Linked DNA regions of Canis lupus: region 2 is linked to region 1. The links are chromatin contacts, called in public Hi-C maps. All regions are on one chromosome and are shown on one strand. Each heading gives the region's core, a stretch centred on a gene start, on an enhancer-like site or on the middle of the called end of the contact. The rest is flanking DNA. Distances are from core to core; before and after follow the strand shown. Region 1 holds the start of MRPS18C (28S ribosomal protein S18c, mitochondrial). Region 2 holds the start of COQ2 (4-hydroxybenzoate polyprenyltransferase, mitochondrial).

What was found. Hi-C and Micro-C count contacts between places; a contact is called where the count stands out from the background.
Region 2: a contact with region 1 is called in a Hi-C map of blood, with 2.9 times the contacts expected there. The contact joins the promoter of COQ2 here to the promoter of MRPS18C in region 1. A contact is called at or near these places in 2 of 9 Hi-C or Micro-C datasets (amygdala and blood).

Annotation. Positions count from the first base shown.
Region 1 is chr32:32,708,058-32,711,427 of UU_Cfam_GSD_1.0, forward strand. MRPS18C (28S ribosomal protein S18c, mitochondrial) reads right to left here and starts at 1,867. Exons shown (of 6, transcript XM_038582253.1): 1 at 1,712-1,867; 2 at 771-823. The coding sequence starts at 1,811. HELQ (helicase POLQ-like) reads left to right here and starts at 2,275. Exons shown (of 16, transcript XM_038582245.1): 1 at 2,275-2,615. The coding sequence starts at 2,406.
Region 2 is chr32:32,836,733-32,839,843 of UU_Cfam_GSD_1.0, forward strand. It overlaps COQ2 (4-hydroxybenzoate polyprenyltransferase, mitochondrial), which reads left to right and starts at 1,379. Exons shown (of 7, transcript XM_038582256.1): 1 at 1,379-1,643. The coding sequence starts at 1,397.

The DNA.
Region 1 (3,370 bases), core at 617-3,116:
TTTACACCGTGCTAATTGCTTTGCATGGTTTGACTAGTGTCAAATCATCTTTGCAGGTGGCAAGAAAACCTACACTGGCCAAGTCCAATGCTAGTACTTGAAACCCATAAAAATATACCTACAGGCTAAAAGAAATTGTATTTAATGTCCTAGTATAGAACTGTAATTTTGATCCTTCACTTACTCAAATACCCACTCCCCACTCCCAGTACTAAATGGGACAGAGAACTGAATCTACAATAGGGAAGAGAGCTAAGGCATAGGTATACATTGCAATCCCTCTGTTGGATATTCTGCAATTATTGCACCCACCAAAACTACCTTTTTTAATTTCCAAAGCACATATTCTTAAATTTAAGATCTAGGAAGAAAAATATGGTGTTAGACAAGTGATGCTTATTAGGAATCTAGGTTCTCTTCAGATCTCGTGACAATTCACCGGTGAATTATAATTTTTAATCTCAGATTATCCTCTTGTTTTGTCCTCCAGATGAACTCTATTCAAATAGTTAAAATACAAGAATTTGGTCATATTTGCAAATACCTTTAAAAAGGAAGGTAAGAGGGACACCTGGGTGGCTCAGTGGTTGAGCGTCTGCCTTCGACTCCGGGCAAGATCCTGAAGTTCTAGGATCGAGTCCCACATCGGGCTCCCTGCATGGAGCCTGCTTCTCCCTCTGCCTGTGTCTCTGCCTCTCTCTCTCTCTCTCTCTCTCTCATGAATAAATAAAATCTTAAAAAAAAAAAAAAAGGAAGGAAAATAGTCTTACCAGGTCCTCATTGCTGGCTACCTGTTCATATTGTGAACAGCTTCTCCAAAGCACTGCAATTAAACAGCAACAAACCAGTTATTTTGTTAGCAACTTCAGAAAGACGTTTAAGATGAACGTGCTTTCCAAGGCTTTGGGGGAAAGGCACGTATTTCTCCACCCCTACCACCTCTCACCAGCTCTCTTCTGAAATTTATTTTCCCTTCACTCCATGGTTAGAGGCGGACTTTAAGGCATATACTTACGGGGAAAGCAACAGAAAGGCACTATTACACCAAAGGAAAAATGTAACAGACCCCCTAAAGAGCAGTTATTGACAAAGAAGATAAAATGCAAAAAAAAGGAAAAGAAGAAGAAGAAGAAGATAAAATGCATAAGAAGAAGATGATGATAAAATGCATAAATGAGAGCCCATGTCACAGTGTCACCCTGATCTGGGACTTTAGACCGCTCCCGTGCTACTGGGTGACTGGGGATGTCTCTTCCTTGCCAATTCTACCTGGAGCTCTCAGGCAAGTCCCTGTCTCTTTTTGAGAATCACGCGGTCAGTCTTTTCTGGACATTCACGCCTCCTTCTGCTTTAAAAATACTAGCCATGGGGATCCCTGGGTGGCGCAGCGGTTTAGCGCCTGCCTTTGGCCCAGGGCACGATCCTGGAGACCCGGGATCGAATCCCACGTCGGGCTCCCTGCATGGAGCCTGCTTCTCCCTCTGCCTGTGTCTCTGCCTCTCTCTCTCTCTCTGTGTGACTATCATAAATAAATAAAAATTAAAAAATAATACTAGCCATGGGTCATTAAAGATTCCCCCCTATCTTGGAGAAGCTCTTCATCGCCTAGAAACCGGCGTCGTTTAGCTAATAGGAACAAGTCCCCCAACCTAATCAGCGCTACGGCAGCAGCTGCGATGGCGCGCAAGAGCGGTGGATATGGAAGCTGTACCCGCAGGAGTCCCAGGATCTGTGAGGCAGAGAGCAGCCTTTAAGAAGTGCGCCGACCTCTTCCTCCGCAGAGCACCGCACAGCGCAACCAGAGCCGCCATGGCTCCTCGCTCCTCCTCTTCCTTTCCTCTTTCCAAATCGTCCTGACAAGTCCCCTCCGGTGCTCTTCCCCTGTGGGCCCGGTACTCGGTTCAAAGGTTCCGCCCGCCAACAAGAGAAGACTTGGGAAGGTTTTTTCTTTTCTTTTCTTTTTTAAGATTTTATTTATTTATGCATGAGAGACACAGAGAGAGAGGCAGAGACACAGGCAGAGGGAGAAGCAGGCTTCATGCTGGGAGCCCGATGCGGGACTCAATCCCGAGTCTCCAGGATCACACCCTTGCGCTGAAGGTGGCGCTAAACCGCTGCGCCACCCGGGGACCCCCCCGTCGGGAAGGTTTTCAATGCGCCTGCGCAGCACCGCGGCTTTCTAACCCTCGCAGCCACCAGGCCGAGACACTTCTGATTGGACAAGGAAAAGGCGGGCCCTACACTTGTGCCTCCACTTCCGGTCCGGGAGCCCCGCGATTGGCTTGTGGGCGTAGCCTCAGCTGGATGCAGAGGCGAGTGCGCTTTCCCTTAGTGGCTGCCCACGCCCTGCCCCCCGCGCTCTCTTCCTCGCGGGCTCGGTTCGGGCGGGGTCCTTGGCGCCTGCCATGGATGAAGGTGGTGCCCGCATCCGCCGGTGGGTGCGTGTTCGCCAAAGGAGCCGTCCTGGCCTAGGGAGCGTTTTTGCCGCCCCCACCGCAGCCGAGCTCGAGCCGGGCGATGAGGAGGAGGAGGAGGAAGGGGGGTTGAAGGAGACCGTGGTTGGGAGCCGGCGGGAGAAAACCGTGGAGGTGGAGGTGGAGGTGGAGCCGGCGCAGGTACAATCTCCTCGGCTCCCAAATCCCTTGAGTGCCTTGTCTAATGGCCCGCTTTGGGGGAGAGGATACAAACGCAGGCCTCCTGCCGCGCGGGGCCCCCTGAAGGAACGCGGAGCCCAGCTGCAGAAGCCAGGGAACGGGAGACTCCGAAATCTTGGCTGTTCCCTTCCTCCGTGCAGACAGTGGATCAGCTGCCTACTAGCCTTCATTTGCTTCCCTCGACTTATTATCGCTGTTAATCCTCACTTGGGAGGCATCGCTTTGCTATCCTCATTTTTTAAAATTATTTATTTATTTATTTATTTATTTATTTATTTATTTATTTATATTTATTTATGATAGACCTAGAAAGAGAGAGAGGCAGAGACACAGGAGGAGGGAGAAGCTCCAGTCCAGTCCCCGGACTGGGGGACTCCATCCCGGGACTCCAGGATCATGCCCTGGGCCAAAGGCAGGTGCTAAACCGCTGAGCCACCCAGGGATCCCCTGCTGTCCTCATTTTTACAGAGATATGAAAAGTAGACCCCAAGATATAACAGTTCATGCAGCAAATAAATGGCATGGTTGAGACGTACATCTAGATTGCCAAGTTACTGCTGCTCCTACTGCAAATTGTGCCTACCATTTATCGCACACCCATTGTGTGCTGGGTACTTTGTTAAGCTACATTATCTAGATTTGACAACAGAAGTCAGGCCCTAAGAAGGTAAACTACACTTCTGACTCCAAATCCTGTTTTCTCAATTCCAAATTCC
Region 2 (3,111 bases), core at 129-2,628, 130 kb after region 1:
GACACAGGCAGAGGGAGAAGCAGGCTCCATGCACCGGGAGCCCGACGTGGGATTCGATCCAGGGTCTCCAGGATCGCGCCCTGGGCCAAAGGCAGGCGCCAAACCGCTGCGCCACCCAGGGATCCCTCCCACACCCTTTACCCTATGCATCTCTTCTATCTGGTTGTTCCCGGGTTACACCCTTTTATAATAAAGCAGTAATATAGTAAGTAATACGTTTTCCTAAGTTCCATGAACCATCTAGCAAGTTAATCAAATGCAAGAAGGGGTCTCCAAAACTTCCAATCAATAGCCAATAGGTCAGAAGCACAGATAATGACCTGGACCTTGCAATTAGCATCTTAAGTGGGGGCAAGGGGCAGTCTTGCGAGCCCAAGCCCTTAACCTGTGGGATCTAATGGCATCTCCAGGTACTTAGTACCAGCACTGAGTTAAATTATAGAATACCACGTGTTATCACAGAATTGCTTGGTATGAAAAAAAAAAAAAAAAAAGAATTGCTTGGTATGTGGAAAACCCACACATCTGGCGTCAGAGTGAAGTAGTGTCGTGGTGGAGTACCGAGAGAAGAGGTAACACATACAGGAGGAAGTGTGTTTTCTCCTTCGGTAAAATTTCCTGAGGCCTTGATCCCTCTGCCTACAACCAGTGAACTAGTGGTGAGCTATTTTTGCAGAATTATCAAAGACTGCCCCCTCCTCACCACCCCTGGAGACTCAAGGTATGGCAGAATCACTGTTGTGGTTTTAGGGAAAGGAGTTTAAAGACTAACCCAATTCTCTAGAGCAGTACAATGCAGAGGACTGGCTTACCCATGGTGACTAAGGAAGCGGTAAATAGGATAATCCGTGCATAGTGCCTGTGACAGTGCCTGGCAGACAGCCCCATCCAGGAACTGGCTAGAATCCAGAGCCCCACCAGGTGTTCCAGCTGCAGGCTCTCGCATCTCACAAGCTCACTGCTTCTTGCTTACACAAGCTCCTCTGACTTGACCGTCAAATTTAAGGTTTTCACTTGTGTGATGCATGTCCCTTGACTCTGAGCACGGGTTTCATTTACATCCTTGCAGTGGCTCTTGGTGCCCGTTTTACCTGTCCCCGAATCAGTATTCTGGTAGCTTCGTCGAGGTCTGCTTATTTTCCTGGTACAACACTATCTTTGCTCATTTGTTGAGAAAGCCGATCACGGGAATTCCTCATCACGCTAAGCATCCCCGGGACCCCCGCCCCCAAGGTTAAAGCGACCGCGGCCACCCCGCGCCCCGGCCGGTTCCTACAAAGGCTCGGGCCACTCGGCCGCACAGACGAGGCGCGGTGACGTCACTGCGCAGACCCGCCGCGACCCGTCGCCGGGGAATGACCTCAGGCCGGGGCGGGGCCACGCCCTCCCGGGCGCCATGCTGGCCGCTCGCTGCGCGGCCCTCGCGGGGGGGCTGCGGGTCCTGGCGCGGCCGTGGCTGCGGGGGTTCGGCGCCCTGGCCCAGGCGCGCGCGGCTGGCTCGCTCGGCGTTGGGCACCCGCGGCCTTCGGTCGGGCCGGAACCGCGCAGGCGTCGGCTCGGCCTATCGGCCGCTGCGGTGGTGAACTCGGCGCCCCGCCCCCTGCAGCCCTACCTGCGCCTCATGCGGTTGGACAAGCCGATCGGTGAGTGCGGGGCGGACGGGCCGAAGCGCGGCGCCGCGGGCCCGGGGCGGGGGCGGGGGCGGGGGGGGCGGCCTGCGGGCGTTGTGGAAACCGAGGCGCCCGGTACTCCCGGGACCCCCGGACCGTTGGGCTCCGAAGCGGCGCTCCTGTTCGCACGTCCCCCTGCGTCCTCAGTGCTCCGGGCGGGCGAGAAGTTGGCTCCTTCCACGGCCCTTGTTGAAACAGGCCTTGAGCGGAAACTCCGCGCCCCTTTATTTGCACAGATTTACAGTATTGAAGCACTTCCACGTTCATTGTTGTCTGCTCCCTGCCGTAATTTCGTGAGGCTCCCAAGGCAGAGAACAGACACCGTGATGATGCCGAGGAACCTAGTTTTGATGCTGCTTTGCCCGACCCCAACCGTGACGCCAAGGTGTAATTCCACTGAACGCAGCAGCTAGCGCTCGCCCGCTGCCTGTCAGCTCACAGTCGTCCCCGAAGACTTCCGTGACCTTCCTATTTAAATAATACCTACCACCTCACCCTCTGTACCTCTACCTTCCAGTTTTCGTCGTAGCACTCCCCACTGATCAACCTTGCACACTGAGGGCTTGATGGACCGCTCCAACACAATCCAAGCGCCCCACACCTGGGGCATTTCTAGCTAGTGCCTCGTATAGAGCCTGCCAGTAGTATCCGACGAATTCCTGCCATACTGCCTAGTCTCGGGGACAGAAAGGCCTATGGAAACGCCCTGCTTTCTAGTTGAAAAAGACAAATATGATTGGGTGAGCTGGGAAAGTAGGAGGTCAAATGTTAGTGGTACAGATGGCAAGTGGTACACTCAAGAGTGGTTACTGTGGACCGACATTGCTAGAAAGTGTCAGGAGCAAATTGAATCTCAAAGGACAGGTAGATTTTGCAGAAGGGAGAAGAAATCTTGGTGGGTGGGAGAGATGTTTTTGCAGACTCAAAGGTTGAGAGTTGAAACATCAAGGATATGAGTTGATCTGGGTGTAGAAAATACTGAGAGGCAAGGCTGGATAAGAGCTGGATGGAAAAAGGAGGGACAGTGGGAATGGAGGGGCCGAGACTGAACTGCAGGTAATCTAGGTGATGGCATTTGCCATGGTAGTGCGTGGAAATGCATCCAGGTGCCTAGATATATTCACTCCACGTCTGCCCAGCCAAGACCTCAAATTAGATCTTGCTTATGGTATTCTAGGTCTATGCACTACTTATTTGGGATCAGAGCACTGTTAGTGTTAGTGTTAGAACAATTAGCTATTGGGACACATGGTGGCTCAGTGGTTTGGTGCCAGCCTTTGGCCCAGGGCGTGATCCTGGAGTCCCACGTCCGGCTCCCTGCATGGAGCCTGCTTCTCCCTCTACCAGTGTCTCTGCCTCTTTCTCTCTCTCTCTCTCATGAATAAATAGGTCAAATCTAAAATTTATTCTCATGAATAAATAGGTAAAATCTAAAAAAAAA